Linked DNA regions of Macaca mulatta: region 1 is linked to region 2. Evidence: chromatin contacts called from public Hi-C data. All regions are on one chromosome and are shown on one strand. Each heading gives the region's core, a stretch centred on a gene start, on an enhancer-like site or on the middle of the called end of the contact. The rest is flanking DNA. Distances are from core to core; before and after follow the strand shown.

Region 1 (3,797 bases), core at 797-3,296, 170 kb before region 2:
CAGAGACTCGCTGTTGCCCAGGCTGGAGTGCAGTGGCATGAACCTGGTTCACTGCAACCTCCACCTCCCGGGTTCAAGTGATTCTCCTGCCTCAGACTCCCAAGTAACTGGGATTACAGGCACCCACCACCAAGCCCGCCTAATTTTTGTATTTTTCGTAGACATGGGGTTTCGCCATGTTGGCCAGGCTGGTCTCCAACTCCTGAGCTCAAGTGATCCGCCCGCCTCGGCCTCCCAAAAGAGCTGGGATTACAGGCGTGAGCCACCGCGCCCGGCCTCAAGTAAATTTTTTTATGGACAAACATTTTCATTTCTCTTGGGCGCGCAGACACCTAGGACTGGAGTTGCTGGGTCTTGTGGAGACTCCAGGGTTCGTGGTTTGAGGAACCGCCGGGCTCTTTCCACAGCAGCTGCGCGGTTGTTCCCACCAACCGTCTAGGACGGTTCCTTGCCTGGCATGGACCAGTTGGTTTCGCCGCTGGGCCTTTTCCGTAGTGGCCCCAGTAGGGGCTGCAGAGTGAGTCCGGCACAGTCCTCACCGCGCCCTCCGGGGGCACGGTGGTCCCAGGCGAGCTCCGGGGACCTCTCTCCGTCCCCGCGTCCCTCAAAACCTGGTCCTGGGGTTTGGGCTCGCTTTCAGGGGCTGCTCTCGACTGGTCGTGCCCATGGGCTGGTCGCCTCTCTGTGCCTCAGTTTCCTCTCCTGCAAAACAGAGGTAACATTTTTTACCTCCAAAAACAGGACTCAAGGAAGGCTGGAAATGAAACAAGAAAAGAGAACAAAACCAGAATCCCAAACGGGAAAATAAAACCCTGTTTTTCTGGTGTGTGTATGTGTGTATTTTTTCTTTCTCTTTTCGTCCTGTGTGTTTTTGTTTGTTTTCTTCTTTCTCTCTTTTCATTCCTTTATCTCCTTTCTGCAAAAAGTGACGCCCCCCGGGCTTATACGGATTTTGGAGCCAAAAGCAGGTGGGAGCCGCACCTGGCGCGCGTGGTGAAGGGAAGGAACGGCAAAGAAGCAGAGACACAGTTCCCCCACTTTGCAGGGGCGTTTCTGCCGGTGGGTGCAGCCCAGCCCCGCCCTGGCCCCTACGCCCCGCGCTCTGCGCCCCACTCTCCCGCCAGTCCCAGGCGCGGACACAAAGGTCCTGTCCGGGCCACTCCTGCCCGCCCCACCCCTTCCGTCCTGGACTCCCTCCTGCAGCCCCATTGGCTGGGGCCTCCTGGGGGCGGGGCTCGGCGCCCCACCCCGCGGGCCACGCCCCCTCCCCAGCTCCGAGCTCCCAGTCCGAGCTAAGCGACTGGCGGAGCAGTACGGATCGCGAGGTAGGGAGCTCTTCTCGGGGACCCAAGGAGGGACAAGGTGGCCGCCCCTGGCCCGAGTCCCCGGGAGCGGCAGATAGGGCCTCGGTCTCCTGTGTCCCCATCGTCCCCCCTCCTACAGGGACTTCTAGCTCGGCAACGGAGGGCTCCCGGCTTGGTTTCTCCGGGCCTGTTTGGGGAACGCGGGTTGCTCCTCCCCGGGGCAAGGGGTGGGTGTGGCAACAGCGGCAGGGATTCTTGGCGGACGTCGGGTAGCACTTCCCGCCTGGCCACCTGTTCTCTGCGTGCAGGGGAAGCTCTCCCCGCCCTCCTCACCGCTTTTGCCTTTGGGAGGGAGCCCTGGAGGGGGGACTCGCGGGGCGGTGGGGCGAGGCGCGGGGGGCTTCGCACGCGGGAAGCGGAGCCACCCCCCGCCGGGCCTGGCCGCGCCAGCTGTGGCTCGAGGTTGGGACGGCGGCCAGGCCCGGCGGGGGAGGTGGGGAGCCGTCCTGGCGCCGCGCGATTAGCCGCATCTGGGAGGAGGAGGAGCCGCCGGGCGCGCTCGCCCCGGGTGTTTGCGCCCGGATGGGGGTGGGGGGCCCTAGGCGCTGGAGAAAAACTTCATCCGCGCCCACAGGCCCCCTTTCCGCAGGCTGCGCTGGCGGCCCAGGTTTGCAGGCCGGAAGTGAAACGTTCTTTTTTGATTTTTAAAAAGGAAGCCTCCGGCCCTACGGTTTTTTGGGGTTGGGGTGGATGTGTGTGCGGGGGGAGGCGGAGACGTCCCGCTCCAGGCAGGGCCTCGGGTCTCATAGGTGGGGAAATCTCACTGCCAAACAGGAGGCCTTTCGGAGCCTCAGTGTCCCCATCTGCAGACTGGCCTCTGACTTCTGGCTTAAGAGGGTGTGTGAGAGTAAAAGGAGACGGCTAGCCCCGTGCCGGGAGACACGTAAGCTACTGTTTTTTAACTTGCTGTTTTGATATTTCTCAGTCTCTCTGTGCCCAGTCTTGCCCCTCTCATCTGCTCCCCACTCTGAAGCTAGAGGGAAATTGTAAAAACAATCAGATCAACCCCCCGCTGAAAATCGTCCACCGAAGTCCCATTGTCGTCTAAGTCCCCGACTTCTCAGCAGGCCTTCCTGTTATCTTCCGCCACTACCTTCTCCAGCCGCTCTCTGCCTCTGTTCTCCCTCCCTTCGGGCCTTTGGCCCTCCTCTGGGCTCGGAATCCTCCTTGGAGACCCCGCCGCCCTTTGCACTCCCTGGGTGGCCTCGGTGATGACCATGGGTTCTCGATGCTGGTCCCTTCAGGGCAAGAAAGAGTGGCAGAGCCCGGCTCGGAGTAGATGCTTTGAATGAGCTGCGCTAGGCCCAGCGTGGGGCCCTGGGGTGGAGTTGAGGGTGGTTGATGGTGAGTGCCCTAGGTAGGTGAAAGGCCTTTGTTCCACGGAGTGGCAAAGCCAGTGCATTTGGTTTGTGTTCCAACAGCAGGGACAGGAATGGGAGGGAAGGTGATTTCAGATGGGCCCGTGCCTGATAGTTCCACCATCAGCCGCACAACTATTGTTGACTGAACCCGCCGTGCGCTTGGCATTTTCGCGGCGGCGTCTGCACAGCGTCCGAGCCCTGCGACGCAGCACCGTTCCTGTCCCCTTTGACAGATGAGGAAACTCGGGTGGGGCGGTGAAGTCGCTTGGCAGGGGTCACTGAGGGAGTGGGGAGAAGGCAGGGCTGAATCTCAGGTCTGAGCCAAAGCCCCCCGAGAATGGAGGGAAGGATGGAAGAATTGAGTGGGGGAGGAGTGTAGAGTAGGGTTCTTGTTGAGGAGGGCTTGGGCTTCCCCCCGAGGGGCAGTCCAGACTGAGAGCTGGGGCGGGTGCAGGGTCCCAGGTGGGTGGTGGCGGTGGGGTGACAGGGGTGCTAATGGGGGCACAGGCAGCGGCAATGTTGGAGGCCCCCTTGGGTTCCCGGTACACTCCTCGGGTTTCCGGCCTCTTCCCAGCACTCAGGGGCTCCTGAGGGCGGAAGAGCTATTCCCAGCTTGGCTGGGCCTGGGAGGGGGCTCCGGGCGGACGTGTGCGCCGTGCTGCACCTTCCCCACCCGCCTGTTTGCACTTATCTGTGGCAGCTGGCTTCAGGTCCTTAGCCCGCGGAGGACTGGCTCCGGCCTGGCTGCCCCCTCCCCTTTGCCTCCCATCCCTCCCCCTGGACTCTCCAACCCCCATCCCTTCCTGTCCCTCCTCCCCTTCTCACTCTTTGCTCCTCCCTCGCCAGACCCCCGCTCTCCCCGGAACAATGGAGGGGAATGTGGCTAGGCCAGCCTGGCGCTGCTGCGTCAACCTCTGGCTCGTTCTCGGCCTCCGTGGCTTCCAGGGACCCTTCTACCTGGGCTCAGCTGACCCGCCCCGCCTCTCGGCCCACGTGCCGGCAGTTCTGCCAGGCTGGGGCTCAGCTGCGCTGGGGACTGGGATGGATCAGCTCAGTGTCTCTGTCTGTTTAC
Region 2 (3,944 bases), core at 981-3,480:
GCAGGGAACTCAAAGCCAGAGGGCATGGGCAGGGGCTAAGAGGGAGGGGACCTTGGAGGGAAGGGATGTGACATCCTTAGGTCCTGTCCAAAGATCTTGTAGCAAAGCCAGCTAGGCAACTGAGGTTCCTGCAGTAGCCTCCACTCCAGTATCTGATTCTCATTAGCTGCAACTGATCTTATTAGCTCTCCTGGGTCAATTTGGATTTTGGCAAGCCTAGATTTGGCAATGGCCTCAATACAAAGATCACACGGGGAAGCAGGGATGCACCGACACCCAGGAATGCTTTCCCCGAGGCAACCTGCTGGGGAACAGACGTTGAGTTCCAGCTCTGCCCCTTCCTGGCTTCATGACCTTCGCAGAGCCTTGGCGCTTCCTCTGACAAGTGGGGACTTGGGACCCAGCAGTCCCCAAGTCCCCATTGTAAATGTGAGGACTGGGGCTTGTGTCAGGGATCCTAGCACCCTAAGGGTCCTGGAGGGGTTGGGGCCAGTTGTCACCCACAGGCTGGGTGACCTTGAGCAAGTCTCTTCCCCTTTTGTGCCTTTGTGTGTTTAACTGTCAAAGGAAGGGGCCACGTCTTCAATGTAGAAGCCCTTTTAGGTCTTAGGACTCCAGACTGGACCATTTACCTCTCCCTGGGGCTGATCTCTTTGGGCCTCGAGGAAACACATTTCTCTATGACTCCACGCCGCAGCACAGGCTCCAAAGAGCAAGACACGACTCACTGCCTCCCTCTCTTCTACCCCCCAACCTGACCCACCAGAGAAGAGCTCTTCCCACCCCCTCCCCACCCCCAGGTCACCAACATCCTGTCCCTTAGTCTAGCTTCATCAAAGCAGCAAAGCCAACACTGTCTCCTCCCCATTGGATGGGCCCAGTAGCACCCATCTCTCTTGGCTGAATGCCCAGGGAATTCCACCAGGCAATGCCCACAGGAGCTTGAGGGGGTGCACAGGAGTTTAGGGGGAAAATGGGGGTCCTCTTGGAAGAGGGCCAGTAGTCCTCTCAGACTGTAAGAGAGGATGCACTGAACACAGCCCTTTGTGTGTGTGTTGGGGTGGGGGGCGGGGGAGAGGTGTCGGGTGGTCTCTGCTGGTCCTACTGCCTCAGAGGCCATCTCTGCTGTCAGAGTTTGAAGACTCCTGGAAGGGCCTCTAGGCCCCGGATCCCAGTTTCAAGAGCTCCAGTCTTACTAAATCTCACTGAATCCCCCCCTGGTCTTACCTTGGCCAGGGTGGGTGAGGAAAGGTGAGAGGATGTGAAATAGGTGGGGCAGCCAGGTGTGGGAGTGGAGCTGGGGTGAGGTAGAGAAGGATGGGATTGGGAGCAGTGGGAAGATGGCGCAGGGCGTTACTAGGTTGGGGTTTGTGTGAAAGGGCTTGGGAGGAGTGGAGGGAGGTGGATGACTTGGAGGGGTGGCCAGACCTTTGCCCTGCTCCTGAGTATGAAGATCCCTCATTTTACATCTTTACTGGGGAGGACAGGGGAAATCCCCAAAAGCCTTTAATGTGGTGGTATCAGAGGCCACCCTGCCTCTCTGACGGGTAGGGAGGGGTCTCCGGCAGGGCTAAGGGTGAATCATCTATCTCTCCAGAGCTCAGTATCTGGGGTGGGAGGGTGACTTGCAGGTCTCTGCTCCGGGATTTCCTTGTCTTATGATGGGGGGAGAGCTTCCATTTTTCATGGAGGGGGAGGTCACTGTCATTTATGAGCTGAGAAGACTCCCATTATTCCGAAAGAGAGGGGAGAAGCAAGACACCCAAACTTAGTTTTTTAAGGATGGGGAAGGGGAAGGGGCATCAGTCTCCCAAGAGGTGAGGGGGCTCTAGAGACCTGGGGACCACTTTTAGGGGCCACATTCTATTTCAAGGGGTAAGAGGGAGAGGACTTCTGTCTAGAGCTGGAGCCAGGAGGAAGGGCCCATTTCTGAAGGAGAAAGGAAGGTATTTTGCTCTCTGGGTGGTAGGAGTTCCTGTCTTTTTGGGGGAGGGGCCTCGCGCCTTGGGAAGATGCGGGCTCCGTTTCTTAGGAGAAGATGCCCAGGTTTTGCTCCCTGGGGGCAGGGCAGAAGGACCTCCTCTCGGCTCTCCTCGGAAGGGCCCGTCCCAAGCCACCCGGCGCCTCGCGCTCACCTCCAGGCCCCGGCTCCGTTCCGCGGAATCCGAACCGCCGGGTTCCGACTTGCGGGATGCGCGCCCCGAGTTCCGGCCGCGCTGTGTGTCTGCTCGGCTTCCCCCAGCGACTCGCTGGACTCCCTGGCTCCGCCGAGCGTCCTGGCCAATCAGCGCCGCCAGCCCCGGCCCTCGCTCTCGCCGCAGCCAATGGTTGCGCCCGCCACGGGCCACCGCCCCCGGGAGGGAGGGGCAGGCGGGGCGGGGGCAGAGTCCAGCCTCCGGGGGCGGGGGAGACGAGGGCTGGGGCGGGACCGACCCGGGGGCTGGGAAGAGGGACCGCGAGGGCTGGGAGGAAGTGCTGGAGCTGGGGAGGAGACGGCTGAGTATCCCCGTCAAGTTGTGGGGACACTGGACCCTCTGGGGGGCAACTCCATAGGTTGATTTGACCTGGATCTTAATGGGCCTTTTACACCCTCAGGGCTGCAGGCTAGTGTAGCTCCACCTCCACTCGCGTCTCGGATCCGGTCTCTGGAGCTCTAGAGTCAGAATCAGAAGGGTTCCCTTTGCGGAGGAGGGAAGGAGCATCCCGCCCTCCCCACCTCAACCCCCATCTCGGCCCTCAGGGCCCTGCCAGCCCTTCTTGCTCCCAGCGACTTTCCTCCGCCGGGCCCCAGCACTCCGGAAGACAAACAGGGCACTGGGAGTCAGAGGGGGTTCCTTCTGCATGACCTGGAGCCGGTCACTGCGCCTCCTGATTCTCACTTTCCTGAAATTGGGACAACAGAGACTGTACCTCCTTCGTGGGTATAAACGAGACCCTAGATGTGATGAAGGTCCCTTTCTACCATTGTATAAAATGCTGTGTGGAAGCTAGGTAATACTCAGCTGTGACGGACAGATAGCCCCCACAGCTTTCTAGAGGTATTTGGAAAGAGGATGCAATCTTTCAGTGACAAAATCAAAGACACAAAGAACTGCTCATCAAGACCACAGGCGATGACCAAGTGCTCATAATGAATGAATGGATGGATGGAGATTACAGACCTTAAAAGGCAGAGAAAGAGTTCAGCTTGGTTCTCTCCACTCAGCCTGATCACTGATCACTTGGTATCCAAGATGTTACAAAAAAAAAAAAAAAAAAAAAGGAAAAAATAAGTAAAAAAGGAAAAGAGAAAAATAAATTTCAATTTTTTAAAAAAGCAATGACTAGTCAACCGAATAACTGTATTTTAACTGTATCTATTTATTTATTTTTTTAGAGACGGAGTCTTGCTCTGTCACCCGGGCTGGAGTGCAGTGGCGCGATCTCAGCTCGCTGCAACCTCCGCCTCCCAGGTTCAAGTGATTCTCCTGCCTAAGCCTCCTGAATAGTTGGGATTACAAGCGTGCGCCACTACACCTGGCTAATTGTTTAATTTTTTAATTTTTAGTAGAGACAGGGTTTTGTCATGTTGGCCAGGCTGGTCTCAAACTTCTGGCCTCCAGTGATCTGCCTGCGTCGGCCTCCCAAAGTGCCGGGATTACAGGTGTGAACCACCACACCCAGCCTGTATCTGATTTTAATTTATGGTGTAATAGTAACAGGAAGCTAGTGGCTATCATATTAAAAGCACTGATATAGCCAGCTAGTAATGCTGAGTGAAAAACTACATGTTCAGTAGGAGAAATGGTTGTTTTTGTGTATTGAAATTATGGATTATTCTAATATTACTTTATTTGCATGTCCATGTCAGTAATTTTTTTATCCCCTTTGGTTTATTTTTAATAGAAGATAAACTCTACAATGTCACTAATTTCTAATTATTCTATAATGAATATATATTACTC

What was found. Hi-C and Micro-C count contacts between places; a contact is called where the count stands out from the background.
Region 1: a contact with region 2 is called in a Hi-C map of fetal cortex germinal zone, with 2.7 times the contacts expected there. The contact joins the promoter of CARHSP1 here to the promoter of ABAT in region 2. A contact is called at or near these places in 6 of 14 Hi-C or Micro-C datasets (CD4 T cells, cortical neurons, fetal cortex germinal zone and 3 more).

What each region holds. Positions count from the first base shown.
Region 1 is chr20:10,078,733-10,082,529 of T2T-MMU8v2.0, reverse strand. It overlaps CARHSP1 (calcium regulated heat stable protein 1), which reads left to right and starts at 2,046. Exons shown (of 4, transcript NM_001261063.2): 1 at 2,046-2,247.
Region 2 is chr20:9,904,454-9,908,397 of T2T-MMU8v2.0, reverse strand. ABAT (4-aminobutyrate aminotransferase) reads right to left here and starts at 2,230. Exons shown (of 17, transcript XM_077984771.1): 1 at 2,136-2,230.